2 separate regions of the Pan troglodytes genome follow, and region 1 is linked to region 2. Evidence: chromatin contacts called from public HiChIP or PLAC-seq data. All regions are on one chromosome and are shown on one strand. The core of a region is the stretch at or near the end of the contact, and the rest is flanking DNA. Distances in the headings are between cores, read along the strand shown.

What was found. HiChIP or PLAC-seq counts read pairs in DNA pulled down with a chosen protein or histone mark.
Region 1: a contact with region 2 is called in an H3K4me3 HiChIP or PLAC-seq map of stem cell-derived excitatory neurons, with 6 times the contacts expected there. The contact joins the promoter of SRGAP1 here to the promoter of XPOT in region 2. A contact is called at or near these places in 1 of 7 Hi-C or Micro-C datasets (stem cell-derived neural progenitor cells), 1 of 1 datasets of contacts at active chromatin or transcription factors (stem cell-derived excitatory neurons) and 1 of 1 other capture datasets (stem cell-derived neural stem cells).

What each region holds. Positions count from the first base shown.
Region 1 is chr10:32,191,827-32,196,103 of NHGRI_mPanTro3-v2.0_pri, forward strand. It overlaps SRGAP1 (SLIT-ROBO Rho GTPase activating protein 1), which reads right to left and starts at 2,050. Exons shown (of 21, transcript XM_016923110.4): 1 at 839-2,050. The coding sequence starts at 905.
Region 2 is chr10:31,639,959-31,643,967 of NHGRI_mPanTro3-v2.0_pri, forward strand. XPOT (exportin for tRNA) reads right to left here and starts at 2,319. Exons shown (of 25, transcript XM_016923101.4): 1 at 1,792-2,319.

The DNA.
Region 1 (4,277 bases), core at 800-3,299, 550 kb after region 2:
AAACACTTCAGTAACAAAACAAAATACTTGTATTGGAGAGAAAATATATATATTTTTAATCACAAGGCATAGAAAGTAAAAATAATTAATCAGCCTTAATTAGGTTTCCTTCATTAGTTGACAATGTAAATGGATTGAAACTACTACTCAAATATTCAAACCTTCATTTTACATGCAAGTGGCTTCCAGCAAATGATAAAGCAATATTCCCATGTGAGTGTGAAAGATGGCAATGAATTCTGGCCCATTATAAAGGAAGAGTCAGATTCCACTAGTCACTGCTTCGTTTAACTGCCAGGCTTTTAGGGAGCTATTTAATAAAAGGGGTCTCGCCCTAATAAATTGTGAGCGGTGTAAATAGGTGAGTGGTGTAAATATCTGAAATAGCCTGCACTCAATGAGGCTGTAGACCGCTTGGGGTTCACAGACTTTACAAAAATCATTCCGTAAAAAAATTACGTAGTGACAATCCTACCATTTAAAAAGAATAATGATGGTGATAATAATAGCTGGACAGGATCCTCCACTGCTGCCTGCTTCCCACATAAGTTGCCCAGCTGAAGGTGGTTAAGTTAAAGCCAGTTCTCTCCCCATTAGAGATGCGGGCTGGCAGCTGGCGGGGGAAGTCACCCAGTTTCCAGCTCCCCGTGGGTTTGACGGGACTGGGATTGCAACTGGGAACTAACTGGCTTGTAGGAAGCCCAGGTGGCTCAGCCAGGGCTCGAGCTGTCCCCTCACCACCTTCCTCCCACGCAGACACCAAGTTAGAAACGCAACTCCACGAGCACAATGACAAGAAGGCACACAAAAGGAGCAAGGCAGCCGCTCCCATCCTTACCTTTGACTTGACTTTCATACTCGGCTATGATCTCTTTGTCCTTCTTGAATCGGCTCGGGGTGGACATTATCCAGCTGTTCCGGGTTTGCTTTCAATGGGCAAGTTTTGTTCAGTGGTCACAACCCGTTCTCCTTGGAGAGGCAGAGTTGTACTCCCACACGCAGGCAATCCAGAGGCAGCGCCGACCCGAGGGAAGGGAGGAGGGAGAGGAGAAGTAGGAGGAGGGGAAAAGGAGCGAGTAGAGAGGACTAGATTAGCCCGGACGCTGGCACCATACTCTCGAAATTGAGCTCCGTCGATAATCCCAGGGGATCCCCGGGGTCGCGGCTAGAGAGGCCGGACGCGCAGGCAAACTCCAGCCAGCGAGTGGCGGGGGACGTCTCCCTGCCCACCTCGCCGGGAGCCCGGCCACTTCCTCTACGGCCGCTGGGCGGGCGCGGGGCTCGCGCCGGCGCTCCGCACCATTGTTCGAGACCCGCACCGGGCGCCCGGCACAGGGCCAGCGGCGGAGGGCAGGCGCTGGGAACGCGCCCCGCTCGGGCGCCACAACCCTCCCTTCCTGCCTCCAGCTGCCGGCTCCGGCGCTCAAGGGTCCCGCCCGGGCTGGGGATGCTGCTGCCACGGCCGCCGCTCCTCTGCCCGCAGACACTGCCGCTACAGCTCGGCAGGCGAAAGGAAACGCAGTCCTGACGCGAGTCCCCGCTGCTGCTGAGAGGGTGAAGGCGGCGACGCTCAGACGCGCCCTGGGCACAGCCGCGGCGGAGTTTAGGTCTCCAGAGCCGGCGCCGCGAGGGGCCTCTGCCTCCCTGGCCGCGGTGCGCCGAGGCTGCCTTTCTCTGCGTCCCCCTTTCCGCTGCTGCCCCCAGGAGGCCGCTAGTGACAGGCACACTCGCACACGCACGCGGGAGCCGCGCCCCCGGCGGCAGCAAAGTTGAGGGTGCGCACACGGCTCGCGCCTCGCGGGCGCCCGGCTAGCGATCTGCGGGCGGTGGCTCCTCGGGGCTCCGCCAGGCGGGGCCAGGCTCGCGGGAGCGGACCGCGCTCCGGCCTGTGCCCTTCTCCGTCCAAGCCCCCGCCCCTGCTCCGCTAGGAAACGCCTGGCTGGTCCGGGAAGATGGATGCCTCTTGTGGCCAACCGCAGCCCGGCCCCGCGCGCCGAGCCCAGGAGGCCGTGGGCGGCGCCCCCGGCACCTCCCTCCGCCGAGGCCCCGCACCTCCCTCCGCCGAAGCCCCGCTCCACCGCTGGCCGAGGTCGCGGCTCCGGCGGCAGGAAAACCCCTTCCTGACCTGAGGGACCGCCTTCTGGCTCTGGCGGGGGCTCTGGTGGGGCTTTTGCCAGAATCTAATGGGGAAGTCCAGAGTTGGATGTATCCATGACACAAAGGGATGTTACTCCGAGACGCTGGACCCCAATAGAAAAACTGAACACTGAATTGTGAATGACCTGGCTGTTAATCCAAAGAGCGCGAAGCTCTTCAGTCGAGGCGGAGAAAAACACCCACCTTGAACACCATATCCTCTATTCCTACAGTAGCTAGGGAAGCTAGGATGGTGGGAAAGCGATGGTATGGAAACACGTCACACTTAACGGCGTTGTTAGCTTATTTATTTACTAAACTCCAGATATTATTCCAATTTTACCAATTTTTTCGACTAGTGTCATTTTTTCTTTTCCAAGATCCAACACAGGACACTACATTGCACTTAGTACTTTTACGGTTGTTTTTGTTTTTGTTTTTTGATTTTGTTTTTTGGGGGTTTTTTTTGAGACGGGGTCTCACTCTCGCCCAGGCTGGAGTGCAGCGGCACGAGCTCCGCTCACTGCAACCTCCGCCTCCCGGGTTCAAGTGATTCTCCTGGCTCAGCCTCCAGAGTAGGTGTGACTACAGGCGCCCGCCACCGTGCCTGGGTAATTTTTGTATCTTCAGTAGAAACAGGGTTTTGCCATGTTGGCCAGGCTGGTCTTGAACTCCTGACCTCAAGTGATCCACTCACCTCGGCCTCCCAAAGTGGTAGGATTACAGGTGTGAGCCACGGCGCCCGGCCACGTTTTTAATAGATACCTTTTACAAGATCTATCGTGTCTAGTCTCTTTTTATTTTATTTGTTTGTTTGTTTTCATTTTAGTACAGACGGGGGTCTCCCTATGTTGTCCAGGTTGGTCTCAAACTCTAGTCTCTTTTTGAACAATATAACGAAGAATTTACCTTGCCATCTTTGCATGGTTCAGGTGTTGTGTTAAGTACTTTAAATCCATCCTTGCCAGCCTTTTAAATTTTTTTTTATTATTTTTACTTTTTTGTAGAGATGAAGCCTTGCTGTATGGCCCAGGCTGGTCTCAAACTCCTGGCCTCAAAAGATTCTGGCTGGGCACGGTGGTTTACACCAGTAATCCCAGCACTTTGGGAGGCCGAGGTGGGCAGATCACAAGGTCAAGAGTCCGAGACCAGCCTGGCCAACATGGTGAAACCCCATCTCTACTAAAAATATAAAACTTAGCCGGGCATGGTGGCATGTGCCTATAATCCCAGCTACTCAGGAGGCGGAGGCAGGAGAATCGCTTGAACCCAGGAGGTGGAGGTTGCAGTGAGCCAAGATTGCACCACTGCACTCCAGCCTGGGCGACAGAGGGAGACTCCTTCTCAAAAAAAAAAAAAAAAAAAAAAATCCTCCAACCTCAGCCTCCCAAAGCACTGGGATTACAAGCATCAGCCACCACACCTGGTTCTGTTAGCCTTTTTGACTCACACCACTTGAGATATTTACTGACTCCTTTCAAATCAATTCTCAAATATTATGGGCCTGATTTATCAAAATGATGTGTCCAAAGGTGTGTCCCCTCAAGTGTTTTCCCCATAAGATCTAAAGAAAGTAGGGACTTTTAGACTTCGATCATTCTTTCATGTATCCAGTGATTGGCTCTCCAGTTCTTAACTGTGTGCCAAACACCAAGCTAGGAACTAGGGATTCAAAGATTAAGACTGCCGGAAAGGATCATGCAGTCTATTACTGTATAAATAAATAATTACAAGCAGTACAATAATGCTGTAAGAGATAGAAATACTCCCAGTCTTGGGAGCACTGGGGATGGAAAAACAGACTGCATAAGAGGATTGGGTGTAAGAGTTCGCAGAGGAGTGGTTTTGAGCTGGATTTAAAGGATGAATAGTAAGTAGCTGGCAACTTCAGGGAGGAAAAGGGATGCATTCCAGGGAAAAGGAAGAGTGTTACACTCTAGAGGAATTGCAAATAGAGTGACAAGATATCTTCCACTAAGATACCAGATCTCTGATAGATGGTGAAAAATAATGTAAAACATTATAATATATGTATATGCATGTGTCAGCTGATAGTATGTGGGTATGTGGACATTGTTAATTGCACTGCTTTTTTAAAAACTAATTTTAGCAAGTTTTTTTACTTTATAGCAACAGAATAT
Region 2 (4,009 bases), core at 1,069-3,568:
CTTATACCAGATCAGCATTTTTAAAAGACAGAAAAACACAAAGAAAGGCACTGGTTCCCTTCGCCCCCTAAATGTTAAGAAAATCTGATGTCCATTCCCCTGAAAAATGCCCACAGAGAGAAAAAACGATTTCGGAGTTTCTAAGAATCCCTGATTGAGAAGTCCAATAAAAGCTTCCTTGAATTTGCTATGGCTTTTAAAAAAAAATGCTGGCCAGGCAGGGTGGCTCACGCCTATAATCCCAGCACTAAGGAAGGCCGAGGGGAGGGGGGCGCAGATCAACTGAGGTCGGGAGTTCGAGACCAGCCTGACCAACATGGAGAAACCCCGTCTCTACTAAAAATACAAAAATTAGCTGGGCATGGTGGCCTGCGCCTGTAATCCCAGCTACTCAGGAGGCTGAGGCAGAAGACTCGCATGAACCCGGGAGGGGGAGGTTGCAGTGGGCGGAGATCGTGTCATTGCACTCCCGCCTGGGCGACAGAGTGAGACACTGTGTCAAAAAAAAAAAAAAAAAAAGTGCTTAAGCTTGGTCAAGTCACTCTGAAGCTATCGGGAGAAAAATCAAGTGGCCCTAAGGAAAACATAGCCAATAAACCCAAGGAAACAAACTAGTTAACAGTTCTCACTACAGAAAGAATCCCCCACATAGAAGGCATTTGGACGATCAATATGCAGTGGAAGGCCTGGCGCGGTGGCTCACGCCTGTAATCCCAGCACTTTGGGAGGCCGAGGAGGATGGATCACGAGGTCAAGAGATCGAGACCATCCTGGCTAACACGGTGAAACTCCATCTCTACGAAAAATACAAAAAGTAGCCAGGTGTGGCGGGGCGCACCTGTAATAGAGCTACTCGGGAGGCTGAGGCTGTAGAATCACTTGAACCTGGGAGGCAGAGGTTGCAGTGAGCCAAGATGGCACCACTGCACTGCAGCCTGGGCGACCGAGCGAGACTCCGTCTCAAAACAACAACAAAACCCCAAAGAATGTTTCAATACGGTAAACAATTATGCATCTTGCAAAGGTTCTGGGGGGAAGGCAAGCAACATACTTAAAATATTAAGCCTTAACTTTTCCTGGATAGCCATTAAGAATCAAACAATTTGGAAAAATTCCTCTACACCTACTTAAGACTGTTTCAAATACTACGACTGAATCTTTCCAGCCTTTTAACACCACGCTGACAAGTCGGTTTAATAAAACGTAACTCTCCCCCAACCCCCGCCCGCCACAACTAATTAGCACTTTCAAAAAGTACTCGTTTTTCTGGTTACAGGGAAACCTCATGCTTCTCTAGTCCTGCAGGATGGTGAGGAAGGTTTGAGAAGAAATGGAGCGTCCGTGCTGGCCAATTACTGCACAGAAATAACACTTTTCCTTTTTGGCCAGGGGTGGGGGGAGAATCAAGTTTGAGGTCTCCACAGTTGATAACGCTACAACGATGACTAACGGGCTTCGGAACCACAGGCGATGCCGACCCTCCTCTGCTAGCCTTGCTCCCATCCCTCCCCCGATCCCTCCCCTAAAGGAAGCCTCGTGGCAATTCGGGTGATGAAACACCAAGCAACGGCCGGCCACGCACTCGGGACGCGCTCCTCGGCGGCGGCCCCGGCTCGTATCCACCCCCACCCGGTCCGCCCAGCCAGGGGGTGCACCGCCATAGAGGGTCCCAAGCCTGCACCCTCCCTGGCGTCGGGACTCCCCCGGGCCGGTCCGCCCCGGCCAACTTCCTCGAAGCCTCACGCGGACCAAACCTGGTCCCGGTCCCGCTGCCCCCGAGCCCCGAGTCACCTTCCCTATCACTCCATCCCGCCTCCCAGCCTGCACTCCAGATGGTCAGCCAGCGGAGCGGCGCGGCACGCAGAGAGCTGGGGGAGCGGCCCTCGTCCTTGTCGCCGTAGTCCTCCGCCACGGCCGCAGCTACAACGCCAGAGACGGAGCTGGCCGGGACCGCGCGCCTCTAGTCGCTCCGCGTCCCCTGGCACCTTCTCTTGCGTGGCGCCGGGCAGGCAGGCAGGCAAGCAAGCAAGCAAGCAAGCGGGCGGGGTCGGCGCCCCAGGAAGGGAAAGAGCGCGAGGGCCGGCTAACGCCGCCGCCGCCGCCGCAGCCGCCGCCGCCGCTGAGTCAGCGCGAAGCGCGCTCCCCGCGTCGGTGCCGCGCGGGCGGGCGCCGGCGCCAGCAGTCTCATGGAGAGTGCGGGCGGCAGCCCGCGGGCTGACGCCGGAGGCCTACAACTCCCAGCATGCAGCGAGCGGGCGGCGCTTCCGGGCGGCGAGGCGCACACGCGCTCCCTGGCGCTCGCCGGAAGGCGTGGTCGCCGGGGCTTGAGGTGCATGCCGGGATGAGGCATCCGGCCCAGGAGTCCCTACCCAGCTCCTAAATCCCCGGCTGTGTCTGCGTGGTGTCAGAGCTCAAGCGTCAGGTTCGCCCCGTGCATTCCACAAAGGGCTTCTAGTAGTTGAGAGTACGGATTCACGAATCAGGATGACGTGGTTCTAACCACGTGTGAGTCAATTTAATTGCTTGTCTACGGCCCCAAGTGTCCCGAGTACAGCAGTGTAAAGCTCTGATGAGTGCTGACAGGTTTTCAAAATTAATTAATTTATTTATTTATTTATTTATTCTTTGAGACGGAGTCTCGCTCTGTCGCCCAGGATGGGGTGCAATGGCGAGATCTTGGCTCACTGCAACCTCCGCCTCCGGGGTTCAAGCAGTTCTCCTGCATCAGCCTCCTGAGTAGCTGGGATGACAGGCGCGCGCCACCATGCCCAGCGAATTTTTGTATTTTTCGTAGAGACAGGGTTGCACCATGTTGGACAGGCTGATCTCGAACTCCTGACCTCAAGTGATCACCTGCCTCGGCCTCCCAAAGTACTGGGATTACAGGCGTGAGCCACGGTGTCCGGTCCAAAATTTATTTTAAACAGACTAAAATTTTGTCCATGAAAAGAAGGAGAGCATTCTTAGGAAGTCCTACTCACGGGATCTTTCCATGCTACTAAATGTCACTTCATTTATTTGGTCACAGATTTATTAATTTATTAATGCAACATAGAGGCAGTGTAGGCTTAGGCTGCCTCGACTTGACTGCCACTCCGCCTCCTCACTAGTTGACCTCAGGCACTTTAGTCTATCCATGCTTCAGTTTACTCGTATGTAAAATGGGGATTGTTAATAGTACCGACCTCAAAGGGTTTCTGTGAGGTTTGAGTTAATACATCTGTTTGACACACAATGTGCTCAATATTTACATTTCATTGTTGATTATTCAATATGTACTAAATACAGACTAGGTTGCTGCCACAGACTACAAACAAAACTTGGAGAGGGAGGAATGGTAAGAGCATAGAATAAAACTAATGTTTTAACAGCTACCTTTATTTAGCTGTCCAAGACACTACACCAGGCATTTCCTATATAAAATACCTTGAATCACTCTTGCATCATGTTTCTAATTTATGTGTTTAAAATGTCAGGCTAGTGGCTACAAGATGTCGCTAAAGGAGAACTGGGTTTTAATTTTTTCTTGTTTTTAGAGAAAGGGTCTCGCTCTGTTACCCAGTCTGGAGTAGAGTGGTCATAGCTCACTGCAGCCTTGACCTCCTGGGCTCAAGCAATCCTCCTGCCTCAGCCGCCCAAGGAGCTGGGACTACAGGTGCATACCATCATACCTGGCTATTTTTGTTTGTTTTTGTAGAGATGGGGACTTGCTCTGTTGCCCAGGCTGATCTCTAACTCCCAGGCTCAAATGAACCTCCCACCTCAGCCTCCCAAAGTGTTGGAATTACGAGTGTGAGTCCCTGTGTCAGGCCTTAATTTTCTTCACGCTGCTCTCAGTTGGCTTCCCAACGAAATAGGTTCTTTGTTGTTCTGGCATACAAATTTTCTTTTGATTGTAATCCTTGCATGCATTATGTTTCTACTATTCAAATTATTAATTATTCAAATTAATTATAAACAAGAAGTATCTCTTGTTTTACTTCTGAGAAAACCAAAGTCATGGTACTCT